Regions from separate parts of the Mus musculus genome. Here region 2 is linked to region 1. A link is a contact called in public HiChIP or PLAC-seq data. All regions are on one chromosome and are shown on one strand. Each heading gives the region's core, a stretch centred on a gene start, on an enhancer-like site or on the middle of the called end of the contact. The rest is flanking DNA. Distances are from core to core; before and after follow the strand shown.

Evidence for each region. HiChIP or PLAC-seq counts read pairs in DNA pulled down with a chosen protein or histone mark.
Region 2: a contact with region 1 is called in an H3K4me3 HiChIP or PLAC-seq map of bone marrow-derived macrophages, with 2.5 times the contacts expected there. The contact joins two enhancer-like sites. A contact is called at or near these places in 4 of 115 datasets of contacts at active chromatin or transcription factors (the HPC-7 cell line, bone marrow-derived macrophages and embryonic stem cells) and 2 of 9 other capture datasets (adipose tissue and pancreatic islet).

The regions. Positions count from the first base shown.
Region 1 is chr3:95,478,082-95,481,401 of GRCm38.p6, forward strand. It overlaps Arnt (aryl hydrocarbon receptor nuclear translocator), which reads left to right. Exons shown (of 22, transcript NM_001037737.2): 9 at 2,114-2,179; 10 at 2,673-2,758. Among named protein-coding and RNA genes, the nearest start is that of Ctsk, 19 kb to the right of the region's middle. Within about 2 kb of position 1,325, at least 4 of the 459 cell types and tissues checked have an H3K27ac peak or open chromatin away from gene starts, as enhancers often do. A contact at or near this core is called in bone marrow-derived macrophages, where this site is marked.
Region 2 is chr3:95,648,895-95,652,494 of GRCm38.p6, forward strand. No RefSeq gene overlaps it. Among named protein-coding and RNA genes, the nearest start is that of Mcl1, 8.0 kb to the right of the region's middle. RefSeq lists a cis regulatory region at 1-3,600. Within about 2 kb of position 2,012, at least 209 of the 459 cell types and tissues checked have an H3K27ac peak or open chromatin away from gene starts, as enhancers often do. A contact at or near this core is called in bone marrow-derived macrophages, where this site is marked.

The DNA of each region.
Region 1 (3,320 bases), core at 75-2,574:
ACTCGTGTGTGGTGTTTGGGGTGCAAGTTGTTGGTTCTTTCCTACAACACTGTGGGTTGAGGTAATCAAATTTAGGTCATGAGGCTTGTCACAAGCACCTTTACCTGATGGCCAATCTCCCTGGCTACGTTAAAAAAAAAAAAAAAAAAAAAGAGTTTCTGGCAGAGGTACAAAATTGACTATTCCATAGTTTAATAGTTTAGAGGAGCCGCTGGAATCAGGCTACTCTGGTTTATTTTGAGGGGGTGGGGTCTTATTATGTTGTCCAGGCTCATTTAAAGATCCTCGGCTCAAGTTATCCTCCATTTGAGTTTCCTAAGTAGCTTGGGTCTACAGAAGGTATATCACTGTAGTTGACTGAATGTTGGTATTTGTTTAGGGATGGGGTCTCACTGTGTACCCCTGGCTGTTCTAGAATTGGCTATGTAGGACAGGCTGACCTTGAAATCACAGAGACCTGTCTGACTGCCTCCCAAGTAAGTTGTTTGAATCCATAGTATTCCCTGGATTTGAATTCTAATTTGATACTATAAGACTTGTGTTGCTTTGATGTCATCATCCACTATTGGAGGTGAGACTGTCAAACGTAAAACATTGTTATCAGGATTAGCTCGATTGATAGTATGAAAATACTTTAAAAAGAACGTTGAGGCAGGAGGATTCCTACAAGGCCAGTATGGCCTATATAGCAAGTTCTGGATCTCCTGGGCTATATAGTGAAACCTTGTCTCAAACAATCAATCTAGATTTGGTGGTGCATGCCTGTAATCCCAGAACCTTGGAGGCTAAGGTAGGAAGATCATGAATTCCAGGCTAGAATGAACTACATAGTAAGACCTTATCTCTAAAAAAAAAAAAAAAATAGAGAAAGAATAGAAGTAGGATTGGAGGGCGTATCTTGTGGACATGGTAAGCCTGGAGTAAGGTGAATAATAATGAAATATAGCACACAGAGATGATATGCTTAGAGCAGAAGTCAGAGAACAGAAGTTCTTATTTGTGACTAAAGCTTCATTGCACCATAGCTCTTCCTGTGTGAACACTTGTCATCTTTGGCTGCTTTTATGCTTGATTGCTCAGAATTGTCTAGTTAAAAGACTGTGTGACCATCAGACTAAAACCACTTACTGTCTAGTCATTCACAGAAAACAGTAAAACAGTCACCAACTCCTGATGTAAAAAGATGGCATTTGAAGAGTGTATGCAATTGTTTTAGTTGGAGTTTTAGGCCAATTAAAAGTTTTAAAGGAGTCCAAACCTTTCATCTTTGCTCCTCTTGAGGCTAAGGAAAGAGGATCTCAATCAAGATCAAGGCCAGTGTGGGCAACTTGGTGAGCTCCAGTCCAAAGTTAGGGAAATAAAACATAAAAGGAGGACTTACTGCTCGGAGGCCAGAGGCTCGCCTGGCAAGCACAGAAACAGCTCAATACTCAGTTTTTAAGTAATCTACTAACTCTGTTGGCCTGGTGGTACTTTCTATATCTCATTACTTGGGACTTAAAGGCAAGCAGACAGTTTGTGTTCATTCTGTGTTGTATGAGATCCTGTTTCAAAAAGTGGTCTGGGTTGGAAACCAGAGATAGATAGCTTAGTGTAAGGAAACTTGGCAGAAAGCCTGATAATACACGGTTGATTACTGGAACCTACATAGGGCATGCACAGAGACAGAGACAGAGAGAGAGACCGACAGACAGACAGACAGACAGACAGACAGACAGACAGACAGACAGACACACAATCAGCCAGGGTCGGGAATATAATATGGCTTGGTTGGTAGAGTGCTTGTCTAAAATGCATGGAGTCATGGGTTCAATACCTAACACCGACTGGTATGTTGATACCTGCCTGTAGTGCCATCACTCAGGTGCTGTTGATCAAAGGGTCAGAAGTTCAAGGTCTTCCCTGGCCACATAGAAAGTTTCAAACCAGCCTAAGCCTGAAGGTGCTGCCTCAAATTAAACAAAACAACAAGCAAACAAAATAATAGAAGGTTTTTCCATCTCAGCCTGACTTTTCTTGTTACTTACTAGTTTTCAGTGTGTAGTTGGATCTTCTTATTCTGTTGTTACTGTTTCCCATAGCCCAGCAATTTGCATCTTCTGTTTGTTGACAGGTGTGGTACTAGCTCCGTGGACCCTGTTTCCATGAATAGACTGAGCTTTTTGAGGAACAGATGCAGGTAAGATCTTAGGCAGTGGAGATCAAGAGATGGGATTTTTACCTTCTCTACTGGCTCTCACCTTCTTTTACCTCACGGTCACTTACCGTCTCACAATGTGTTTCTGAACTTACTGAATAGATCAATCCATCCATCAATTGATTGACTGATTGGTTTTTCTGTGACAGGGTTTCTCTGTGTAGCCCTGGCTGTCCTGAAACTTAATCTGTAGACCAGGCTGGTCTTGAACTCAGAGATCTTGAGTGCTGGGATCAAAGGCATGCACCACCCTGCCTGTATTGTTTCTGAACTTTAAAAGCTTCTCTTGTTCAAGGAAGTTGCTTACTATGTTACCTATTTTTCTTGTGTGTTTTATTTCAACAAGGGCTGGTGCAGCATCCACACACGTACCAGTAATAAATGGATAAATAAATAAATAAATAAATAAATAAATGCTTTTAAAACACAGGTTTCCTTTGTAGAATTTCACCCCGGATTCCTATACCTTTTCTAGGAATGGGCTTGGCTCTGTGAAGGAAGGAGAACCTCACTTTGTGGTAGTCCACTGCACAGGCTACATCAAGGCCTGGCCACCAGCAGGTAGGGAAAATATACAGTAATTTCTCTCTGGTATATTTGGTTACATAAACAATTGGCAATATGTTACTAACAGTTAGCAATACTATGTACCCCTTTATGAAATGTGCTTAAGAATAATTCAAAAGATAGATAGACAAATAAAACAGACTCCCTCTCATCTGTTACCAATGTTATAGTCTATTTGAGCATATGGATTACTAAAACATAAAAATGACTCAATATTAGCTTTATTACAAAATGCTGTAGGTTTGTTTTCGAAGCAGGTTTCTCTGTAGCCCTGGCTGCTTTGGAGCTGACTTTGTAGACCAAGCCTCATTTCCACTGCCTCTGTCTCCCCAGAGCTGGATTAACTAAAGCCTACACCACAACTGCTCAACCTTTTTTTTTTTTTTTTTTTTTTTAAATGTTTTATTGGGAGCTGGAAAGAGGGCTCAGCAGCAGTTAAGAACACTTACTGCTCTTGCAGAAAATCTGGGTTCAGTTCTCAGAACCCACATGTTGGCTTAAAACTGCCTATAACTCCAGTTTCTTGTGATCTGTCACTCTCTTCTGGCCTCTGCAG
Region 2 (3,600 bases), core at 762-3,261, 170 kb after region 1:
ACTCAGCCATAAACAAGAATGAAAGAAATCATGCCGAGAAAGACAAATGTTTTCTCTTGTAAGAAAAATCTAGACTGCACATACATATTCGACTTGAAAGTAGAAGGGGACTATTTTAGAAGAGGAAAAGGGTCAGTAGGGGAGGGAATATGTGCAAAATACATGTGTAATATACATAAATGCCCAGCACTTGGGAGGCAGAAGCAGGCGGATTTCTGAGTTCGAGGCCAGCCTGGTCTACAGAGTGAGTTCCAGGACAGCCAGGGCTACACAGAGAAACCCTGTCTCAACAAAACAAAACAAAACAAAACAAAACAAAACAAAACAAAACAAAACAACAAAAACAATGTACATATATGAAAATCCCATAATGAGCCTCTTGTTTGAGTAACAAATACATTAATCGTATATTAAAAAGAAAAAAATGGACTGTTTTTTCTTTTGAGGCAGGAACTCATGTATCCTAGTGTAGCCTAGAACTCACTTTGTAGCCAAGGATGACCTTAAACTCCTGGTCCACCTGCCTCTACTTCCCAAGGGCTAGGATTATGGTGTGTACCACCATACCCCGTGTGAATGGTACTGGGGGTGGGGTGGGGTGGGCACAAACACAGGGTCTGTGCCTGCTAGGCAAGCATCTGCCCAAGCTAGATCCATAGCCTCTGTGACACCTTATTAAATCTGTCAGAAGGTTCAGATAGGAAAGACTGAATAGAATTCCATAACATCAAGTTTTCTCAGATCATCCCTGGATTTCCTCCTTGGATCACACACTCAGTCCTTTCTTGTGTTAGAAACAATCTCAACATCAGCTCAGGCTAGCCTGGAACTTACCTGTCCTCCCACTTCAGCCCCCTAAGTGCTGGGAGGGTCACGTCAGTGCATCGCTAGACAGCATGCAGTAGTGTTTTCAAAACTACATTAAAATTATTGTTCATCTTCAAGTATTTGTCTGGGGGGCCGGGGTGGGGGTGGGGATAGGGACAGGGAAGTGCAGAAGCTGGAAGAGGGCCAGGGCCAGGCTGATCTGAGTTAACCTGAGAGAGGTGCTGGGGACTGGAATTGTGCCCGCTGGAAGTACTCTTAACTGCTGAGCCACCTCTCCAGTCCCAAAATAATAATAATAAAATAGGGCTGGCGAGATGGCGAGAAGACTGCTCTTCAGAAGGTCCTGAGTTCAAATCCCAGCAACCACATGGTGACTCACAACCACCCCTAATGAGATCTGACACCCTCTTCTGGTGCATCTGGAGTCAGCTACAGTGTACTTATGTATAATAATAAATAAATCTTTGGGCCAGAAAGAAAACAAGAAAAATTTATTACATTTGTGGGGTGTGTGCATGGGGCAAGCATGCACAGTTGTGTGTACATGAACAGAGGACAGCTTTGGGAAGTCAGTTCTCTGCCTCCACCATGGGAGTCCCAGAGATGGAACTCAGATCTTCAAGCTTGGAGGGAAGTGACTTACCCTGAGCTGTTTTGACCTATGCTTGTTTTTAACTAGAACCAAAATTCAACTAACAGGATTTCAAACACCAGAGTGGGCTGTGGTCCTGCACTGTGGAGGTGTAAGCGCGAAGCTCAAGGGTTCTCAGCTGTCTTTGGCTACAGCTCTGGGGCGTCTGAAGCAAATGGAGCTACATAAAACCCCGGAGAGAGAGGGAGGGGGAGAGTCTGAGATTCAAACATCAACAGACCTATGAGGGAGGGTTTGGTTTTTTTGTTTTTTGGTTTTTTTTGGCAGGGACAGTGTACTGTGACTAAAGCTACCCCATGTGAATCCTAACTCATCCTCACAAAGGAAAGTCCTGGCATCCTTCAGTTGTCATGAGTCTTGCTTTGACATTGAAGGTCATTTCAAAATGCTTTTTATGCTTAGGAAAGTCTGAGTCATTCCCCAGCTTCCTCTATTGGATTTCTGCATCACTTCCTCTTCTATTGGCCCTAAAGTACAAGAAATACCCAGGATGGGTGTGGCAGAACATGCCTGGAAGCCCAGTTACTTAGAAGCTGGAGGCAGGGGAATGATTTGAGCCCAGGCGTCTAAGTTCTGCCCGGGCAGCACAGTGCAATCTGGGAAGAGGCCAGGGAAGGGAAGGAGAGGAGAGCAGAGAAGGCAGGAGAGGTGGAAATACCATAGCTTGGTGACACAGTGCTTGTCTGACATCCGAGAATCCTTAGGCTTGATCCCCAAGACCACAGAGAGGGTGTGCTGGGCTCACAGCTCTGTCAGTCACACAAAAAGCCCTAGGTTTAGGTTCCTGCACCACACTGGAGGTGATGTCACATGACTATAGTTTCATCACTCAGAAGGTGGAGGCGGCTGAAGTTTAGCTATATAGTGAGTTCTAGGCCACCCTGAACTATGGAGACTCTAGCTCAGATAAAATAAAACAAGAGAAAAAAAGAATACAAGTGCAGGTTTTGAGAATTTGGGAACTAGTGGGTCCTTAGAGCTCCCGGGCTCTGTTCAGTCAAGACAAGTGATGTAAACAAGGTTGAGAAACCCATTTTCGTGGCTTCATGGCCTCTGTCACGTAGCTTCTCCTAAATCCTGAGTCTTTCACCAAGACAGATGACTTTTTGTATCTGTGGCTGGACTGAGGCAGACGCACTTGAGTCCGGGTGCCCTTGAAGGCCAGAGGACGACGTCAGCCCCTGTGACCTTGAGTTGCAGGTGGCGGGGAAACACCCAACCTTGGTGCTGGGAACCAAACTCAAATCCCCTGGAAAGAGTGGAAAGTTCTCGACCACTGAGTGCTCTCTCTATCCCCGACTGACTGATATAGCTAGTTTTGTTTTGTTTTTTGAGACACGGTCTTGCTATACTGCCCTGGTTTCGAAACTGGGTTCCTGCCTCAGCCTCACTCAGCCTCTGGGCTCTTGGAATCACAAGTGTCCACCATAGTACCCGCTCCAACGAACTGATTCAAGGCAAAGGTGAACTCTGGATAGATTATTCTGTGCTGGGAACTGATTCCAGGGGGTCCTCACTGGATCACAACCTGTACCCCAGGCTCCAATGTTGACTACTTTTGTTAGAACCAAACTATATACTCTCAAAATGCTGAGGCAGGAGGATCACAAGTTTGGGCTATGTCATGAAGCTCTATCTCAAAAAAAAAAAAAAAAAAAAAAAAGAGGAAAGAAAGAAACCACCTAGGCCAGCAGCTTTATTAGCCCAGCTGAGGTGAGGTTCGGCAGAGTTTTGAGCAACATAACTTTTGCTCTGAGGGCTGCCTTTCAAGGTGTTTACTAACATCGCTAGCCAAGCATGACGGCTCACACCTGTAACCCCAGAACCCAAGAGGCAGAGGCAGGAGGACCACCCAGTTTGAGGTTAGCTTGGGCTACATAGTACCAAGCCAGCCAGGGCTACAGGACAAGAGCCTGTATCAAGAAGAAAGACCCACAAACACTACCATTGCCAAACGCCCCCTGGAGTTTCCTAGTGAGAATTCTGGAGCTGCTAGTGGAGGGAGAGCCTGGCCTCACCTCTGTGCCTCAGTGACAAGGCCTCTCCTCCTACTTCCTCAAGGCCTACCACAGCATCAGGTGGGACTTCTAGGGCTTGGGAAATGGCTTCCTGGTTAAAAG